Linked DNA regions of Danio rerio: all the other regions are linked to region 3. The links are chromatin contacts, called in public Hi-C and HiCAR-type maps. All regions are on one chromosome and are shown on one strand. The core of a region is the stretch at or near the end of the contact, and the rest is flanking DNA. Distances in the headings are between cores, read along the strand shown. Region 1 holds the start of zbtb34 (zinc finger and BTB domain containing 34). Region 2 overlaps LOC141375661 (a long non-coding RNA gene). Region 3 holds the start of lmx1bb (LIM homeobox transcription factor 1, beta b).

Evidence for each region. Hi-C and Micro-C count contacts between places; a contact is called where the count stands out from the background. HiCAR-type assays count read pairs that join an accessible place to other places.
Region 1: a contact with region 3 is called in a Hi-C map of hematopoietic stem cells, with 4 times the contacts expected there. The contact joins the promoter of zbtb34 here to the promoter of lmx1bb in region 3. A contact is called at or near these places in 6 of 18 Hi-C or Micro-C datasets (caudal fin, embryo, hematopoietic stem cells and 1 more) and 3 of 4 datasets of contacts at active chromatin or transcription factors (caudal fin, embryo and gastrula embryo).
Region 2: a contact with region 3 is called in a HiCAR-type map of caudal fin, with 5 times the contacts expected there. The contact joins the enhancer-like site here to the promoter of lmx1bb in region 3. A contact is called at or near these places in 5 of 18 Hi-C or Micro-C datasets (caudal fin, embryo, fibroblasts and 1 more) and 2 of 4 datasets of contacts at active chromatin or transcription factors (caudal fin and gastrula embryo).

What each region holds. Positions count from the first base shown.
Region 1 is chr8:35,261,255-35,263,967 of GRCz12tu, reverse strand. zbtb34 (zinc finger and BTB domain containing 34) reads left to right here and starts at 1,253. Exons shown (of 2, transcript NM_001122711.1): 1 at 1,253-1,347. LOC141375661 (a long non-coding RNA gene) reads right to left here and starts at 1,699. Exons shown (of 7, transcript XR_012384456.1): 1 at 1,133-1,699.
Region 2 is chr8:35,317,288-35,319,987 of GRCz12tu, reverse strand. All of the region lies in intron 5 of LOC141375661 (a long non-coding RNA gene), which reads right to left. Among named protein-coding and RNA genes, the nearest start is that of zbtb34, 56 kb to the right of the region's middle. Within about 2 kb of position 1,352, at least 2 of the 62 cell types and tissues checked have an H3K27ac peak or open chromatin away from gene starts, as enhancers often do. A contact at or near this core is called in caudal fin, where this site is marked.
Region 3 is chr8:35,489,999-35,492,844 of GRCz12tu, reverse strand. lmx1bb (LIM homeobox transcription factor 1, beta b) reads left to right here and starts at 1,582. Exons shown (of 9, transcript NM_001025167.2): 1 at 1,582-1,816; 2 at 2,065-2,180. The coding sequence starts at 2,111.

The sequences.
Region 1 (2,713 bases), core at 4-2,503, 230 kb after region 3:
TAACTTCATTCTGAGTTTAAAGAAAAGTCATGATATGATTTTGAACAGGGTTTAGAAATTAGAAAATTAAAATATTAAGTTAACCAGACAAAACATGTTCCTATCTTTTGTCTATGTTTCTAGAATTCAGCATTGACTTAATGTTTTATCTTTATATTGTAGTGTGTGTTGGACTACAGCTGGTCTAGCAAACATTAAATTTACAGTTTCAAATTTATGTTATGGTTTTCTAAAGCAAATCATATTAATTTTCCTTCTGATCCATAATGTAGCTATAATGTTGATTTCATAACTTTCAAATAGAAATGTAAAAAGTTTTATAATGTTTTCAGAATGTATTCATTCATACACCTTTTTTTGTTTTATGATTATTTTTAGTTGTTATATTTATAAAAGTTATTGATTATAAGATTATATATTTGACAAGGACTATGTAAAATATGTATTATATGATATGAAATATAAATATATATTACAACAATATTTTTACACAATTATTAAATTTGTAAATTATTAAGTTTTGGCATCAAAAAGTATTTACAATTACAATAATTTATCAATAATATTACAAAATAATAATATATATTCTTATGAGTGAATGAGTGTGCATAGATGTTTCCCAGTGATGGGTTGCATCCCCTGTTTAAAACATATACTGGATAAGTTGGCGGTTCATTCTGCTGTGGCAACCCCAGATTAATAGAGACTAAGCCGAAAAGAAAATGAATGAATGAATCTATCTATCTACCTATCTATCTATCTATCTATCTATCTATCTATCTATCTATCTATCTATCTATCTATCTATCTATCTAGAAATTATTATATTTATAAAATTCATTATTATTATTAGTATTATTATTATTATTATTATATTATTATTATTATTATTATTATTATTATTATTATTATTATTATTACTGCTGTCTTATCTTGTATCTTCTTCTATAAACGTTTGTCGTTGTCCTTTAACGACTTCATAACTGCCTCCCAATCCGGTACAGTGGGTATTCGCGGAAACGAAAACCGGACACCCTTCATTGAAATTATTGCAACAAAGCTAACATCCTTAAACATACACACTCCATGACCCTTGTACCGAAAAGTCGAAGGGAAAGGGGGCGAGTCTTACCTCTGATCTCTATATCATCTACGGTACGGCTTCCTCAACAGCACGTCAAGAAACCCGAGAGACAGAGCGCGGCCCCTGGAGACCGCGCGCGTGCACTTCCGGTTGGGCAGAGAGCTGGAAAAATAGCAACGGCGGAGGAGCAGAGCACAGCTGGGGAAGGAGGAGGCCAAAGCGAGTCGCTGTGCAGAGGAATGGCCGACATTTGATCGGAGAAGGTGAGACGCGACTTTAATTTTAAGTCCGCATTATGTCGGTTCAGTCGTCAGCTTAGTTTTATTTGACACGGTTATGCCGGGCGCTTTTAAATACATGTCGCTAACCGGCTAACTTGTTAGCATTCCGTGACAGCTTTGGTGCGAGCTAGCCTGGCAGCAAATCTACTAAGGAGGAGTTCGCCTGCGACGCTGGGCACAGTACCGTCAACTACCTGAGCTAAACTGTCATGATCTGACCTTACCATTTCACAGCGGTCTTACGGCAGTTTAATGTAGGCTGTGTGTTTATTTTCGCTTCAGATGCAGTCAGTGTTAGCTGCCAACCTCCACATTCCTGATTCCTCTCAGTCACAAGCAAGTGGGCCACTTTCCCACCCTCCTGTTTGTTTTTAGACAAGCAAAACTTTTGATCACTACTGCAGACGTGATGCAAAAATGCCTTGGGTTAACTTACTGCATAAAAACCTATACATATCGAAAGTGTAACGCATTTGGCTTTCTTGGAAACTAGTAAGCTGCCTACATAGACAGCTTTCAAAAATAATTTAAACTGGTTTATGTCAAGAATGATGCATATGGTTTCTGTTCACTAGATTTTAAAACAACCAAAGTGTTAATTGAGTTGTTACTTATTTGACAACGTGGTAATTATTCATTTGAAGTTAAAGTGAAACTGAATTGTCTTGGTAACTTAACAAATGACACAATGCATTCTGTTTATTGTACTTTCTTAGTCTAGGTGGTGTTTTTATTTTTCAAGGTTGTTTCATGTTTTTCTTAAATATATAGTTATTTCCAAATGGAAAGGAAAACATTACATACTCTGTCAGTTTTCAGAAAAATAAAGATTAGATTTAGTATTTTTCACAGTAATGTCATAAAAGAACCATATTTGGGTTCCTCAAAAACCTTGAAGTGAACAGCTTTTAAAATATTTTTTTAAAAATTTATTTTATTCTGACGAACATTTTAATCATTTAAGACCTTTTGTTCCATTGAAGGGCTTGATGTATGTTAAAGGTACTTGTAAATGAAAGTTCCCAATACAAACCCTAATTTTTAATGTATATAATCAAAGCTGTGTCAGTGACATTGCAACCCTCACTTCTCTTTTACTTTTCTTTTTTTTCTCTTTTTGTTTGACGTTCACGGACAATAAATGGCAAGTCTTTCGCCTACAGGAATGTGTCAATCATCTGTATAGTTTCACTTTTGCTTGTTTTTTGTGTGCCATAATTCATTTTTCTTTTTGCCTTTTTGAATTTAAAGTCTTTTGTGTTCGTTTCCCCTACAGGGCTCAGCATAAATAAGTACACCCCATTTTGAAAATGAATATTTTTTCTCCATTTCTGAATATAGGCAATGT
Region 2 (2,700 bases), core at 103-2,602, 170 kb after region 3:
TTATACTTGTTTCTTTGTAATTATTTAAAATTTGCTAGCAATTTCCCATAGTGGAAATTACTTGACAGCAAACCATGCACCAAGAGAGTTTGCAAGAAACTCTTTTAGATGTATATGCATATTTATTTAATTTGTTCAAAATGAAATAAAGCAAAACATAAGATAAACATTTACTAGACAGACAGACATATAGACAGACATATAGAGAGACATAGATAGATAGATAGATAGATAGATACATAGATAGATAGATAGATAGATAGATAGATAGATAGATAGATAGATAGATAGATAGATAGATAGATAGATAGATAGATAGATAGATAGATAGATAGATAGATAGATAGATAGATAGATAGATAGATAGACAGATAGATAGATAGATCCAAATCAAATTATAGTAACAAAAGTTGATATAGAATTTAAACCGTTATTGTTCAGATATAGATTTATGCAGGAAACAAAAGAAGAATTTAAAAATAATTCTATCTATCTCGATATAAAATAGCCTATATGTTATTCTGTAGCTATATAAGATGTCACATTGAGATAACATCAAAATTTTAAAGAAACAAAGACAGCATTTGTTCACAATTGGCACAACACATCGCATTATACCAGTATCTTAGTGTTTAATCATTTGCGCAGCATAATCAATTGTTTTTTACAGTTAAGGCATGGGAGAACTAAAAGTCAACAGGAATAATCTTCCTTGAAATGTTATACTGCTAAATTAACATTTCCTTGTTCAAAAACAATTTATCTATTGTATTGAACTACATGGTCAAACTTCCGTGAACGTTGTTAGCGGAAAGGGAGTTCAGCCTAAGATCCCCAAACTTTTACAGTAATTGAACCTGATATGATGAAAACATTCCCCAGTCAGAGCCGGTCAGGCCGATTTACCTGAAGCACCGCATGTGTCCCAAACCATTAACAGCCTGACTGACAAATATACAGTAGGCCTACAAGAGTGTGAAAACACCTTCTGTTCATGTTTTATCTTCATCTAAAGCACTCTTTGTGATTGTTGAATTAAACTAGGCTACATACTTTTTTGATCAAATGCAAACACATCCGGTGGTGACCATATTGCTTAAAGAGAAAGTTCACCCACATATTAACCTTCCCTCATCATTATTCTTCAAAATATTGTGTTCAGCGGGGGAAAAGAAACTCCAGGAGGTTTGAAACTTAAGAGTGGGTAAACAGTAAGTAAATGTTCGCATTTGGCTGAAGTATCCTTTAATAGCTGCCCAAACATTCATTCTGTCTGTGAAGTCTATGCTATTGATAATCATCATTGTGAAATATTCCTGTGTTTGTGTTGCGCTGCTGTGCAAGTACTGACGTGTCAGTGTGGTTAAGATGACTAACAAATTTGAAGAAATAAATCAACACTATAATAATAGGCAACACTGCTTGTTAGAATGTCTAATGTAAACTCTCTTCTTAATGGTTATACAGTAGGTCAGAGAGGTTTGGTTTGTTTATGACGATGATTCTATGGTTATTCTCTTAAAAATACCAGTGGCATATTTCAGTTTGTGATTCAGAGCTTGTTCTCAGTTCTCAGTTGAGGTTCTTGCCTTAATAATTTACAGTGTTTGACGAACCATTGAACTCCTGTATACGTTCTTAGTAGCTGGTGATTTTGCACCGAGAAAAAACCAATCCAAACAGAAAGCTCTCTCAGTTCAATACTGCCCCCTACATTTTAATATGAAAATTGCAGTTAACAGCAGATGAGACGCATTTCTACCTAAATATACATAGAATAAATAAAATAATCTATTTAAAGTAAAAAATAATTCGAAAAAATATTTCAAATATAGCCTACAAAGATTATTTTATTATTAACATGGTTATTTTATTTAAGCATAACAACATATTTTATCGTATTTTTGACTGTTCCTCTTCCAGTCCCTCACTATTTCTAAAAATAAAAACAGAATAAAACAAAACAGAATGCCAACAATGAGCATTTTTTTCCTTATCAGAATATGTTTGTTTGTTTTAATTCATTTATTTTAATCTGAAAAAGCCAGCAGTATTTGCATAATCGATTCCCTGCTTAGAAAAACAGCAATAATAATATACGTTTTGATTTCCATTAACTATTATGAAATCCTAATAGCTTTGCAGACATTATTAAAAATGTATTGCCATATAAAGCATTTGCTGAGATTATTTAGAGTTTATTGATGTGTAATGACTTTTCCAAAACAACACAATGAACAGATTATAATTGCGCTGAGGGTATTGATTGTGCTTTCAGTGATTTTTCTTCTGTTATTGTATTCAGTGACTGATATGTTAATGCTTCCAGATTTTACTGAGGGCTGTTTGCACCGTTCCACTGCAAAAAGCAGTAATCTAATTTGTATTTGTAATTTTATTAGGTGTAATCATAAATGCTCGTCAATGTCCAAAAGCAGCACAATAGGGAAGGATGAGAGCGTGTTAAAATTAATGCTATTAAGAGAAGCTTGCCTTCAATCAAAAGGCCATAAAACTCATCATTATCAGACATGACCTCTCTGGAGACCCATATGCACGCTCACTAACCTGAGTAATGGCTCAAATCACTGCTTTCATATTCTACACCATATCACACTAACTCCAAGATTGTTCCTGAGAACCATATACTGAAATGTGTTTTGGTCATAGACAGTTTCTCTCTTCATCTTTGAGTTCTTA
Region 3 (2,846 bases), core at 333-2,832:
AAGAAGCTACACATTGTAATAATGTATAGATTCATCACTTATCTTTAGCATCATTTCATTTGTTCAGATGCGCCTTCTTTTTATTGGTTTATTGGATCTTGGATGAGAGTCTAACCAAAGCGGTCCCTCTGGAACAAAACACAAAACAAATGTAAGACGTTTTTAACTCATTAGCTCGATTTTTATCTTTTTTCCTGTTTAATTTGTGGTATCATTACGCTATCTCACTTAAGGTTTTGCATTTTATTTCATCTGCTTCTGCCAGCCGCTGTCTGCTGTCCGCAGTTATCGGCCCTGATCTCCAGGTGCATCGTAGACGAGGGTCAGAAGGTTCGAGGCTTCATAATGGACACAAAAGCACAAAGCATGCGGACGGGCGTGATGCTCCGCTACCTGATATCAAAGCCAGCAGCCTCTGCATGAGAGGAGATGGGCCTCGAACAGTCGGAGAAAAACCCAAAGAGGAGCATGCGCTTCAGGGTTTGAAGTGACGCCATCTATTTATAAAAACAACAATTACGTTTTACATTACAATGCGCATGATACAAATTTGACGTGTTACAATTAATAACAAAAGAAGAGATAACGCGTAATTGCTTGGTGCCATTCATTACGAAGTGACGTGTTTTGATCTGTATATTGTAATCGTGGTTAATGTAAACACTACGACTGCAAGTGTGGAATAATAAATGCTGCTGTAAAAAGTAAAAATTTATTGAAGTTATTTAATAATAGCCTAGTTATGATATATTTCATATAGTAATATAATTATTTTAATAAAATATATAAACAGTTAAACAATATAGCCTACGTAAAAAAATGGCTAGTTTTGTAATAATAATAATAATAACTATTGTTGTTGTTATTATTATTATTATTATTATTATTATTATTATTAATATTATTATGAAAACAGCAGTAATAATAATAATAATAATAATAATAATAATAATAATAATAATAACAACAATAACATTATGGATGTTTTGTTTACAGATAAACTACATTTGCTGACTACTTTTTTGCAATTTCCATAAATTGGTAGACACTTGTTAATTAATACACAAATCAAGTATTGTCCATGTGAAATGCATTTTTTTTCTATAAACCTATTATTATTATTATTATTATTATTATTAATATTATTATGTAGCAAAACTGAAAATGCATAAATTTAATATTCAGTAAATACTTCAGAATATTTTTTTCTTGTTAGAACATGTTAGAATAACATGTTAGAATCTTTCTTTCTTTCTTTCTTTCTTTCTTTCTTTCTTTCTTTCTTTCTTTCTTTCTTTCTTTCTTTCTTTCTTTCTTTCTTTCTTTAGGCTAAGCTTTTCTCTGAATTAGTCTGCGTTTTTAGACTCGTTTGTTTCACCACAATTTTCGTAACGTTGTTTACCATCCTTGTGCGCCTCTAGTTTAGGAGGCAATGTGATTTTGGAGGCGGAACGCATTTAGTTCCACTCGGCAGAGTGCACGAACACTGGCGCACCAATAGCATCCCTATGTCAGTCAATAGCCTGCAAAGTGACGCGACCAAAAGGGGAGGGTGCTTTCTCTGAAGCCTATCTCAGTTTTGAGCTTTCTCAAGCTGCAGGGAGCCGAATGGCGCACTAATTTAAGAGTTAACGTTTAGACATCTCCTTTAGGTTTTCGTGGATTTTACTAATTTCCTAAAAACTTCTGCGGGTTGAGACGACTTGTGCACGGTGTAGGAAAGGGAGGATCTTCCTTTGCAGCTCGTGACAACAGCCGGGATAAAAAACCTAACTTTGCGCTTCGTGGAGAAAACGTCTCGGACGTTAATTAACAGGTGATTTAGTGCGTGTTTTCAGTTTTATAGTTATGAATTGTTGTGCTTCTTTGCCAGGCTGTGATCAAGAACAAATTCTAAACTAGCAAGTTGCAACTGCAATGAAAAGTTTTCTTGAGCTGGCCATTTTAGCTGCAAAGCTGCATAGATTGAGATTTCTGTGATATCAACTAATGTTGTGAGCAATAGTTTTGGGATTTGAAGAGTGGACAACTCTGACAAATGTGTTGTTGTGGATATTACAACAGGTCTAGGACGGCGCTTCCTTGCAGGTAACATTGGGAATATTTAAAGATGTTGGACGGTATAAAAATCGAAGATCATCCGCTGCGGTCGGGACAAGCAACACTTGGAGTTATGCTCGGTAAGTCCTTCAACATTTGTAGTATTTGTCTTTAAAAGCAAGCCTGTAAATGCTCGCAAATACTAAAGTAATTCTGGGAATTTTTATAATGCTGTTTCTGTTAAGATAGATAGAGATCTACAGTACAGCTGGAACTGTAGCAGTCGGGCCATGCAGTCGGCTGGGATGCACCCGCATGTGTCATGCATTTGACCGGCCGGCCGCATTCATCTGTTGAATAATCAAAACTATTTCCCATAGAAAATAATCCAAATACACGAGTGGTGTATTTAAATAATAAAATAATTTCTCTCATATTTACTGCGCAACGCAATGCAATTATTTCCATGCTCTCATGTTGTTGTTGTTTTAGGCTATATAAACTGCACGTATTTCCCATTCAAACAGCTGCACCATTACATCTTATTATGTTTGCTTAATTCTAACAAATAACTGTAACGTTTGAATGGTAGATGGACAGAAATAAAAAAATAGGTAAAAATGAATAATAAGAAGAAAATCTGCACAATTAGGCTATATATTTTCTTTTCTCTTACCCCATTAGGCTATTTATTCTTTGGACCGGAGATTTTGTTTACACATGATCTTGAAGGGTACATAAATACAATTGCAAATATTTAATTGGCAGTTTTTTGAGCATAGGCTAATAGTGTCAATTTTAGATTT